Regions from separate parts of the Mus musculus genome. Here all the other regions are linked to region 1. A link is a contact called in public Micro-C and promoter capture Hi-C data. All regions are on one chromosome and are shown on one strand. Each heading gives the region's core, a stretch centred on a gene start, on an enhancer-like site or on the middle of the called end of the contact. The rest is flanking DNA. Distances are from core to core; before and after follow the strand shown.

Evidence for each region. Promoter capture Hi-C pulls out the DNA fragments that hold promoters and counts their contacts. A called contact is a pair of places that touch in the nucleus more often than the background predicts.
Region 2: a promoter capture Hi-C map of hippocampal neurons shows a contact between it and region 1, with 4 times the contacts expected there. The contact joins the promoter of Sap18 here to the promoter of Gjb2 in region 1. A contact is called at or near these places in 2 of 39 promoter capture datasets (cranial neural crest and hippocampal neurons).
Region 3: a Micro-C map of embryonic stem cells shows a contact between it and region 1, with 2.7 times the contacts expected there. The contact joins the promoter of Lats2 here to the promoter of Gjb2 in region 1. A contact is called at or near these places in 4 of 39 promoter capture datasets (embryonic stem cells, hippocampal neurons and liver), 1 of 484 Hi-C or Micro-C datasets (embryonic stem cells) and 1 of 115 datasets of contacts at active chromatin or transcription factors (pancreatic cancer cells).

What each region holds. Positions count from the first base shown.
Region 1 is chr14:57,102,701-57,106,275 of GRCm38.p6, forward strand. It overlaps Gjb2 (gap junction protein, beta 2), which reads right to left and starts at 2,002. Exons shown (of 2, transcript NM_008125.3): 1 at 1,769-2,002. It overlaps Gm32912 (a long non-coding RNA gene), which reads left to right and starts at 1,965. Exons shown (of 5, transcript XR_383459.4): 1 at 1,965-3,575.
Region 2 is chr14:57,796,572-57,800,146 of GRCm38.p6, forward strand. It overlaps Sap18 (Sin3-associated polypeptide 18), which reads left to right and starts at 1,618. Exons shown (of 4, transcript NM_009119.3): 1 at 1,618-1,783; 2 at 1,917-2,026. The coding sequence starts at 1,655. It overlaps Mir3077 (microRNA 3077), which reads left to right and starts at 1,853; the gene lies at 1,853-1,916.
Region 3 is chr14:57,744,356-57,747,930 of GRCm38.p6, forward strand. Lats2 (large tumor suppressor 2) reads right to left here and starts at 1,768. Exons shown (of 8, transcript NM_015771.2): 1 at 1,535-1,768. Gm52140 reads left to right here. Exons shown (of 3, transcript XM_030248241.1): 2 at 940-1,983. The coding sequence ends at 1,957.

The sequences.
Region 1 (3,575 bases), core at 752-3,251:
TAGCATCCACAGACTAGCCCAATTATTATCAACACAGAAAAAAAAAAAAACCCTCAATTTCTGCGTAAACTGTGCACTTGTTTATAAAAGTACTTAAGTGTTTGTTGAATTTGAGTTTACCGTGTTACCCAGGATGGCTTCTAAATCCATGCAGTTGGAGTTAGCACAACATGGGGGTGGGGGTAGGGGGTTAATACATCTATAATAGCAGAACTCTGGAGGCTGAGGTAGGAGGAGTGTGCTAACTTGAGGAAAACTTTTCTGCAGAGCAAGACCCTGGCTCAAGAAAACAAACACCAAAAGAGACAAGAAAAGAAAAGAACAGAACCAAAACAAAAACAAACAAACAAACAAACAAAAAACCAAAAAATGGGAAGGCCGGATTGAACAAACAAGGTCAAGAAGAGAGAGAGAGAGAGAGAGAGAGAGAGAGAGAGAGAGAGAGAGAGAAAACTCCAAAAGAAAACCAAATAGCTGGGACATAGCTGTGGGTCCCGGCATATCTGATTGCAGCTGCTTGTCTTAAATGGCCTTTCTAAGTGGAAGGAGAGGTTAAAATTTGACCTCACAAAGGGGTTAGGAGTACTAAGCCAGCAGGTGAAATCGTCAATATTCAACTGTGGTGTAGGAGGTGATTTCCAGGCTGGCCTTAGGACTAGGTCACACGCAGGTCCCTACCTGGCATGGGACACCTGGAGATTGCCTTGAACCGGTGAATCATTCGCTCCTGAGTAGAAGGGAGCTTCTCCATGTTTATAGTATATACTGCATATGACCCTTATTTGCCTTAAAGGATACTTCGGGGAGCTGGTGGACTGCCTCTAGATGCTGACCCCACCGCACCCTCCACCCTTCTCATAATTCACTGGCTTTGCCCATAGTTCCCAAAGGACTCCGGGGTAAGTGTAGCCATGACTGAGCCAGGCTTCTCAGGACAATCCCGTGGACCTGAGCAATGGGTCCCATTTAGGCCTACGCTCCCTTCCCTTCCATTGAGGCAGCACCAAGGGGCTGATGCAATTGTCCTAAGGGACAAGTTTCTCAGCAGCACGCCATCTGTGAACCTGTGCCTTCCCTTCCAGCTGTAACGTCCCGCCTGGACGCAAATCCTTAAAAAGCATTTAAGGAAAGAAAAAAAAAAAAAGCAATCAAAATCTCCACCCGAGTGCAGGTTGGGGTTCCCCAGCTCGCGGGAGCGGCTACGGCCGCGCGTTTTGGGCGGTCGCCCACGTCACCCCAGTGCTTTAGGTGGTAAAGGTCAGTGTCTTCCCACGGAGGCTTCCTGCTTAACAAATGAAACTGAGTTTTCCTGCTCAGCTTTCGGTTAGCTAAAAACTTTTCAATGGCGGCAGACAACGCAGCCAGGAGGCCTCGGGAAAATTCTAGCGAAGGAATACTGGCGACACGTCGCAGTCGTGCGCGGAACAGCCTGGCCCCCGCGTCCCTCCCCACCCCGCGCTGTGCGGGACCTCCCGGCTCAGGCTGTGCGCGGCGGTGAGAGCAGCCGGCTCCAACCCCGAGCCGGGCCAGACGCCTGCAGCCGAAGAAACGCGTTCACAGCTCGGGTCCCTATGCACGGGTGGCGGTGGCCCGTAGGGACCGCGCAGCGCGTTCCGGCCTCGGTTTCCCAGGACCGTGGCGGCCCGCACCCCTCCTCGCACCTCACGCGTCCCTACTGGCTGAGTCTCGCGCCCCAGCCACCGTGGGGCGTTGCGGTCGGGGGCGGGTTACACCAGTGTGACTCGGTGGCGCGGATTGGCGGTCGCACCTGTGTCCGGAGGAGCGTGCAGCGTTGGGTGGCGGGAAGCGGCGAGGCGCTGTCCCCGGTAAGGAGCAGGTCTGAAGCGGGTCCCGGGGCCGCTCCTGGGTTGGTCCGAAATGGGTCGCCGGCTGATCCTGTGCTGGTCGCCGCGGGTCCCGGTGGAGGCTGCGCTCAGTGGACTGGAGCGCCGCCGACTGGCTGCGAGTTGGGAGAGCGGAGCGCGCCGCGCGCTGCGATCCTGGACACCTGTTGGCCGCGGCGCCTTTTAACCAAAGCCCTCACCCCGCCTCTCTCACCCTGGAGCGATTGAGAAAGTTGCGGAGGAGGCGGCTCCCAGTAGCCCGCCACCCCCAGCGCCACGGGCGGGGCTCTCCGGGCACCCAGAGCCGTCAGGGCCCGCCGAGTCGCGAGCTCTCCTGGAGCCTAGGTCACTCCCCACCCCACTCCGCCCCACCCCACCCCCAGCTCTCTTTGAGCTCAAGGCTCTTCCAGTGTCCTGTCCCGAGCGCAGCCTGAACAGAGCTGGTAGACCTGTGTCTTCACCCAGGACGCAGGTCGCAAAGCTCCAAGTCCCAGCTACTCGCTTTTGGGGGATTGGGTGATGTTGAAAGAGAGTTGATGTTGCTCTTACTACTCTCACTAGTGGAAAGTGTGCTGTTATATTCGAAGCTTCGCTGTAGTAATATTATATATACTTGTGTGTGTGTGTGTGTGTGTGTGTGTGTGTGTGTGTGCGTGTTAGATAAACGGACGGTACAGTTTTGTGTTGGCCTGCAGCTTCCAGTAGCGCACAGGAGACTCCTCTCCCGTAGTGCAGTGAGCTGAGGCATCTAGAATTCGGGTTCAAGGCAGACTAACAGAGGGCGCCGCCAGGGCTGGCCAAATTCTGGCTTCTATTTCTTTGAATTCCCGATTTAATTCGATCACTTTGAACAGGGTGCCAGTGGCTAGGACAGAAGAAGATGTAGAGGTGCGTCTCCAGGGCTGGCCTGGAAGTGGACTTGTCACAGTCTCTGGAGGGTTCTCTGCCTGTGCCCCCGCTCTCTGTGTCCTCTTTTCCACAACTGAAAGCATTGCAAGGAAGGGGCACCCAGATTCTGCCGGTGCAGGGGATGCGGAAGGGGGGGGGGAGCAGAAGAGGTTAGGCAAGCCCATCCCTCTTGGAGTCCAGGATGCTGGGAAGACCTGGGCAGCCTGCATCTACCTCTCTCCGCCAAGCTGTTCGTGGGTTTTGAGGGCTCGGTGTTCCACATTGCTTGGCTGTCTGGATAGTTTTGAGAGGAGTTACGGTGGACATTCACAAGAGCTAGCTACGCTTTGGGATACCTAGGCCAGCTAGCTTCACCTTACTACTTGCAACCCGAGTCCTACAGCTGCCAGGTTTGGAATGAAAACGGCACATCCCCACAAAGTTCCTTCAGATTAGCTTTACACGCAGTGAAGAGACTGATTCATTCTGACAAGGCCCGTCTGGTCGAAGGATTGGCTTTCAATGAAAGGACCATGGCTGAAGGTACATGCTTTCCCTGTAAAGCTGGCACATTGCCGCGGGCAGACCTGACTGCTCTTGCTTGGGCAGAGGAAGGTTGCACGCTCGCTTGCTACTACCCCCACCTCCTTTCTAACTGTAAGTCTTAGTCTAAGAGGGAGTGTCTCTAAGGAAGAGAGCCTCGGATCTGTGTCCAGCCCTTCAGAGAGAGAGAGATGTGCTGAATCAGCTTGTGTGGAATAACTGGCCAAGCAAGATGGGGTGGTACAACTCCCTTGGCCTGAGCACATCTAAAGATGAATCAAAGAGGAGATGAGGTAGTGG
Region 2 (3,575 bases), core at 368-2,867, 690 kb after region 1:
TTTAGCAGATAGTGAAGGTACAAGACAGGAATTTAGGCAGAGATTTAGCAAGTTGTGTTGTCCCACCCTGCCTTGGGTCTGTTAACGACTAGGAGCACAGCAGTTTAGGGAAGGAGGTCCTAGATAGAGGATTTAGTAAGGCCTGGCTTGTCCTCGCTACAGGAGCAGCTTCTGTCTGAAGTTATGAGCATTCTACATCCTCTTAAATCTGTTTATTTTTATGCTGTGTGTATGGGTGTTTTGACTGTTTTCATGTCTGTGCACCACATGCATGCAGTGCCCAAAGGAAGCCAGAAGAGGACATCAGAGCCTCTGGAACTGGAGTTACAGGTGTTTTGAATTGTAGCCTGGTCCTCTGTAAGAACCTCAAGTGAAGAGCATTCTCATAATGTCTCTGGATATACTCCTAGCAAAGATTTTCTCTAGAGTCTATCAGCAAGAAGGGGTTGTAAGGACTAGAGGATGACTAGCAAGGAACCCTAAAGAATCCAAAGTGTGTGCCAGCTTGCCTTCTCACCGGAGTTCAGAAGTGCCAAGGCCAACAGCTGCTACTGGCAGTGTCTAATTTTTGCAGATATACTACATCCGATTTGTTTGTAAAGCAATCTATTAAAAGCAGTCACCAGATCTTTAACGAACTCTCTGGGTTAGCAGTGACATTCCGAACCTTACATGCTTACTGTCTAGATTTCATTTTTAAAGCAACTGCTTTAAAATGGAGCTATGGGGTTTATGTTTTAGTATCTATAGCATATTGTGAAGGTTTCTTTCTTCCTTCCTTCCTTCCTTTCTATCTTTCCTTCTTTCTCTCTCTCTCTCTCTCTCTCTCTCTCTCTCTCTTTCTTTCTTTCTTTCTTTCTTTCTTTCTTTCTTTCTTTCTTTTTCTGAGACAGGGTTTCTCTGTGTAGCCCTGACTGTCCTGGAACTCACTCTGTAGACCAGGCTGGCCTCAAATGCAGAAGTCAGCCTGCCTCTGCCTCCCAAGTACTGGGATTAAAGGAGTGCGCCACCACTGGCCGGCATGAAGGTTTTTTCAATCAGTCTTTCTCACTGATACTTTTGTAGTTTTTGTTTTGAAACAGGCTCTCTCCACATAGCCCTGACTGTCCTGACACTCTGAAGACCAGGTGAAGGTATGCATCACCATGCCGCTGGATTTGCCTCTCTTGAATTTTGCGTGACATAAAAAGAGCCTATTTCATTCATAGCCCCTAAACAGACAGCTTTACCCCATCATCTACAGAAAAGGTATCATTTCGCTGGCCTTGCAGTACCTTTCTGCACTGGGGGTCCATATTAACCAGTTCAGTCGGTTTATCATCACTATGACTACCTGGTTCATATTTTTACATGTCATGTGAATTTTCTTAAGTTTTTCGTGATCGCTACACATTTTCATCACTACGCATGAAAATATTACGTTAAGCTGACCTGGGCAGTGAGCACGTAAGAAAACAACTAAGAACGATCAAGACGCCTGTAGAGCACTGCGCATGCGTGTGCCCCACCCCTCTCCCCAAGGCAACACGTACGCGCGCGCGTGCGTGCGTGTGCACCCACACATACGGAAATACGCCTGCGCCATGCGATGCCCCGCCTTGCCACTCGTTTCCTATAAAACCTCGTGCCTTTCCTCGCGAGAGACGACTAGCTCATGCTCGCCGCAGGGGTCGGAGGTCAGGGCGAGCGTCTCCCGGGCCGAAGGAGGAAGATGGCGGTGGAGTCGCGCGTTACCCAGGAGGAAATTAAGAAGGAGCCGGAGAAGCCGATCGACCGCGAGAAGGTGCGGGTTGCGGGCGGCTGCGGGGCAGAGGTGGCAGCAGCGGCGAGCTGGCGGGAGGGCGGGCGCGGCCTGCGGACGGGTGGGCGGGCAGGCCAAATGGCGCGCCCGAGGCTGACTCCCTGCTTCTCCGCAGACCTGCCCGCTCCTGCTGCGGGTCTTCACCACCAACAACGGCCGCCACCACCGAATGGACGAGTTCTCCCGCGGGAACGTGCCTTCGAGCGAGCTGCAGATCTACACCTGGTGAGCCGCGCGGGACCCGGGCCTGGCGGGCTGCGTCCTCGGGGACAGCCAGGGCGGGCTCGCCCGCCGTGTGACGCCTTTCGGGAGTGGGGATGAAACGTTAGGTCAGAGTGAACTGACCGGCGTCGCTCTCGCCGTGTGGCCGCCCGGTACAAAAGGATACGTAGGTAGCTTACGGTGCGGTAGGATAAGATGGTAGAGGACGGGGAGGGAGATGGCTGTTGAGTGAACCGTGTTCGCAGAGTGGAGGCAATGGGAAGCCTCGAGCCACGCAGCACCAAGATATTAAAAAGCACCATCAACACCGAGCCCTTTCTGCCCCGGCCCTTGGTGTCAAAGCGTTTGGTGTTTGCACGGTGAGGACGGCTGTCCCAAGTGTTTCATCTCCGAGTACCTGCCTTGCTCAGGACCCACGCAGCTAGGACCGTTACAGGCTTGTCCTTTGGATTGTGTCAGGTTGACACTGTAATAGCTTTGGAAAAGCAGCAAAGGCGAATTTTAATACATTTTTGTTGCGGTGGTAAGATACACCACAAAAGAGTCCCTTTCTCGGGAAAACAGACAAACAACCCCCCATCCCCCCACCCCCATCCAAAACACGAGCTAGTGATTGAATTTATAAGGGAAAACTACTGAGTAGCGGCTGAATTTAAGCCACTCTCCACATACTAAAATTCCGTGTCCCCCAACAAATGAATTTTCCAGCTTGCCCGGACTTTGCTTAAGTGCTGCTTTTCTATTCCGTGAGCCCAGCTTTCTAAAGAGGGTTATCTCTCTGTTATCTGTAGAGATTGTTCCAGAACCACATGGATATCAAAATCTTGGAATAATCAAGTTTTTCACTTTAAAAATGTAGTGTTTACTGTACACACCTTTCAGCATATGCTCTTGAGACTTTCTGCTATAAAGCTTACCCTTCTTCTGCTAGGGCACTCAGACTGTAAAAGCTTGTTTAATTTTTAAAAATTGCCTCAAAAGAAAATCAGAGTTTATGCCAGCATTGAAGTTCACTAGGAACGATATATAAAATTTCGGAGTTAATTGCAGAATAGAGTATGAATTCTGGCCAGGTAAAATTTAGTTGCAAAAATACATAAGAAGGTAACAGTTGTCTGAAGTTTTATAACTTATTTTATTACACAGTGAACTACATACAGTTATGAAAAAATAAGATTTTACTTGAACTATGCACACTGGTGTATGTATAGTTTGTGTCAGTTTCGATATTATATCTTCCAAATTGTAATTTGTTTTTTATGTATATGTGTGTTTACCTTCATGTATGTGTGTGCCCCGCATAAATGCCTGGTGCCTACTGAGGTCACAAGTGGGTATCAGATCTCTGGGACTGGAGTTAGAAATGGCTGTGAGCTGCTCTGTTGGTGCGGGAGTTGAACTCAGTTCTTCTGCAAGAGTGACAGTGTCCCTCCGTCTGAAAGACTGAGTTCTGTTACAGGAACATGGAGAAATAAATACCTGGCGCAGAAAACGGGGGACAGTGTGGTCCTTCTGGGTATTTTCCCTCCATGCATTGAGTACGGCGATGTGG
Region 3 (3,575 bases), core at 518-3,017, 640 kb after region 1:
TTCACAGCCAAGACAACATAAATGCATTAAATTTATCATCTGTAGTCCTTCAAGCATACTATTTTTAAATAGTACGAAATATTACTTAAAAGTTTCGCGCTATTACAAGCATGAAATAAATACAAAACGTTGTGTTGGTCTAGGTTTCCCGATACAAACACAAAACCCCCACCCCCGCGTTACCCTCCCCCACATGGTTCCCCAATAGCTTTCGTTCGAGTTTAGTGTGGATTTACCAGCTCCAACCTCCATTCTACTCTCCAGTGGGTTTTAAGGGCCTAGGGCAGGCTATTTACAACACAGCATTTAAAATAACAAGGCATTTTATTGTAAACGTGTTCCCCGCCCATCATTGAAAGTCCCTCCCACCACTGAAAGTCCCTCCCACCAAGGCCGTGATTTCTCGAAGGAAAGAAATAACCCACAGCTCCAATTTACATTTATACTATTCCAACTAGATGGCGAAGCTGAAAAACTCTCAGTTCAAAACTTCGGATTCTGTAATTCTGTATAGCAGCCTCTGTTGGTACCATATGAAGCTGACATTTTGAAGTGTGGTAAAAGTTAAGCAATTTCAAAGGAACCATGGTGAATTCGTTCAACAGCGTTTTCTATACCTGGATAACCAAAATTTTACGAGAGGCTGAATACTGTAATGTATTGTTAACTATAGTTAAGTTAAAAACAGGCTTTCTAAGCAGCGTCTGCATTCCTATGCTGGAAGATTTTTTTTTTTTTGTTAGCGCCTTATTACAACAGTTGCTAAAAGGGGAGAAAAGAAAAATCACAAAAAGTAGCCTTGTCTCCAGATTTAGCACTCAAAACTGGTGAGCATCATTTACTGACCTAACCTGGGGTTAAACTAAAAATATGGAGCAAGACTTGGTACAAATTCCCTAATAAGCGGCTACATTACGGGCAAGCAGGGGAAATTTAAAGGCGTGAAAAGTCCTCGCTCAAACTTTTTTGTCAACAAAATCTGCACGTCCAGTTCTCTCCCGCTCACACTCACAGGCATAAGTTTTCACCCGGCCGCCTCCTGCACGCCGCTGGTGGCCGAAGTCGCCCGGGCGAGACCCGGGCCACGCAGGCGAGGCTCGTGCGTGACCAGCGCTACGGACTCAGGCCGTGGAGTCGCGGCGGAGGCCGGCCCGGGAGAAGTCGGCTCAAAAGAGACGTTACGCAACCGCCCCGCACCGACCGCCGGACGGCGCAGCCGGGGACGGGACACCGGACACCGGGCGGGCACCGCGCCGCCGAGGGCCAGAGGTGCAGCGCGCAAGGCCGCGAGCGCGCGTGGTGGACGGCGCGGCGCACGGAGGCCCAGGCTGGGCGGGGTCGGCGCCGCGGGACGCGGGGTCTGGGCCTCCGGACGCCGCCGCGCGAGCACAACAAAGCCGCCCCGCCGCCGCCACCCGCTGCTCCGCACCCGCCCGGGACCCAGCGGACGGGTTGTCCCTGTCCCGCAGGGCAGCTCGCCCGTGGGACCGGGCGGAGCCCTGTCCCGACAAACTTCCCGGCCGCGGCCCCTCACCTCCGGGAGCGCTCTACACCCTCGGCGGCGTCCTGGCCCGCGGCTCCGGGACCTCGCGCGCCGGGAGACCGGGCGCCGGTGGCGGCAGTGGTTGCTGACCCCGGAGGGTCGGGGGAGCCCGGGGAAGCGGCGGCGGCGCTGGCGGCGGCGGCTCCATCTTCCCGGGGCGCTCACGCCGCGGTTCCGAAGCGCAGACCCGAGCGGGACATTCGCTACATTGTTGGCATTCCACGGGCGTCACGTGACCCCTCCTCCCGCGTCACTCCCGGCCGCATACCAGCCCGGGCGGGGCGCCCGCGGCCTTGCTACCCGCCGCCCGCTCCGCCCCACGGGCCGCTTCCTGCGCCGCCTGGCTGGGCGGCCACCTGCCCTGCGCTGGGCTCGCGTCGGAAGCCCCCAGCCCGGGAGCGCCGGTTTCCCTAAACGCCTCGTACCAGTGGGTGAGAAAAGTAAGTTCACAGGCCCCGGTGCCAGCCACGGAAAGTGCAGCCGGCTGCTGAGACCCGGGCATCAAATAATAAACCGGGACGCCTGACAGCCTGGGCTTAACCGGACGCAGGCTAACCAGCTCCCTCCCTGGGCACGTTTTAGGAAAGTGCCTTATGGTTTTATAAAACACATCAGTATTGCACGAACCAGCCGAGGAGACTGGCGTTTACACTTCGGCCACTCCTTTATCCTCCATTTGGGGATTTGGTCCAGGGACAGACGCTGAGAAATAACAGCGTGGAAGCAAAGTCTTTCGTTTACTATTGGCTGTCTAACGTCACACTCCCCACCAACTTACGATCTGTGGTAAGTGATGGTGGGGACTAATAGTCTTAAAAGTCAACCAGACTTCCTCTTTAATTAGCAAACGTGACATTTGAAGTTTCAATTCCGGAAGAAATTCACAAGAGTGAAGATCATTTGTACCAGTTTTTATTTTTGTCCTCGGGAAGGAAGTCGAGCCCCCTCTCCTGTGCCAAATTCAGGCTGTCTTGTCAGAAGAACCCTTGTCAGGACTGTTTTAACTGCCTCAACAGACTTTAGTCCTGGACTGCCCCTCACCACCACCACCCCCACCCCCACCCCCACCCCCACCTCTCTAATTCCCTTAAGGCTTCTTCCAGAGATTCTCATTTCTTTGTCCTTTGAACTTTAATAATTAAGCCTCTTGCAGATTAGCCTCATTTTCTTTAGTCAGCCTGACCCTGTGTGCTACACTGACATCTTGCACCGTGATGAGAAACCAATGCATCAAGTAATATTCTGTAAAAGAGGAGTCTAGCACTCACCTGGGAACTTCCTCCCCCATCTCCCCAAGCGCACTGGCAACCTTCACTGTGTGTTAAAAGTTCCTATCTCTTGCTCTAAGAAATGTTAGGGAAGCCGGTTAGTGATGCACACCTATAATCCCAGCTCTCAGGAAAGCAGGTGATCTCTGAGTTCAAGGTCAATCTGGTTACAGAGAGAATTCCGGGACAACCATGGCTACACAGAGAAACCCGGTAGAGGGGGAAAGTAGGGGTGCAGAGGGAGGGAGGGATGGAGGAAGGGAGAGAGAGACAGAGAGACAGAGACACCAGTGCCAAGGGATCCAATGCCTTGTTCTGTGGGTAAATGCACACACACATGTGCATATGCTTAGCACAGACACACACATAAATAAAAATAAATCTTTTTTTTAAAAGAACAAAAATAACTTTCTTTTTGTCAAACAGTGGTGGCGCATGTCTTTAATCCCAGTACTGAGGAGGCAGAGGCTGGCTGACCTCAGAGTTCGAGGCCAGCCTGGTCTACTGAGTTAATTCTAGGACAGCCAGGGCTACACAGAGAAACCCTGTCCAAAAACAACGAAACAAACAAATAAGCAAGAACTCTTTGCAACAGCACTATTTATAATAGTGAAAAGCCAAGGACAGCTGGACAGCAGGAGCAGAGAGAGAGAAGCTAAGTAAAGAGGCCGGCTTTATTTCTGCCAAAGGACAAATGATTACAGACAGAATTCAGAACCAATGTGGGGTGAACAAAAGCAAACTGCAGAACTGTACATATGTCA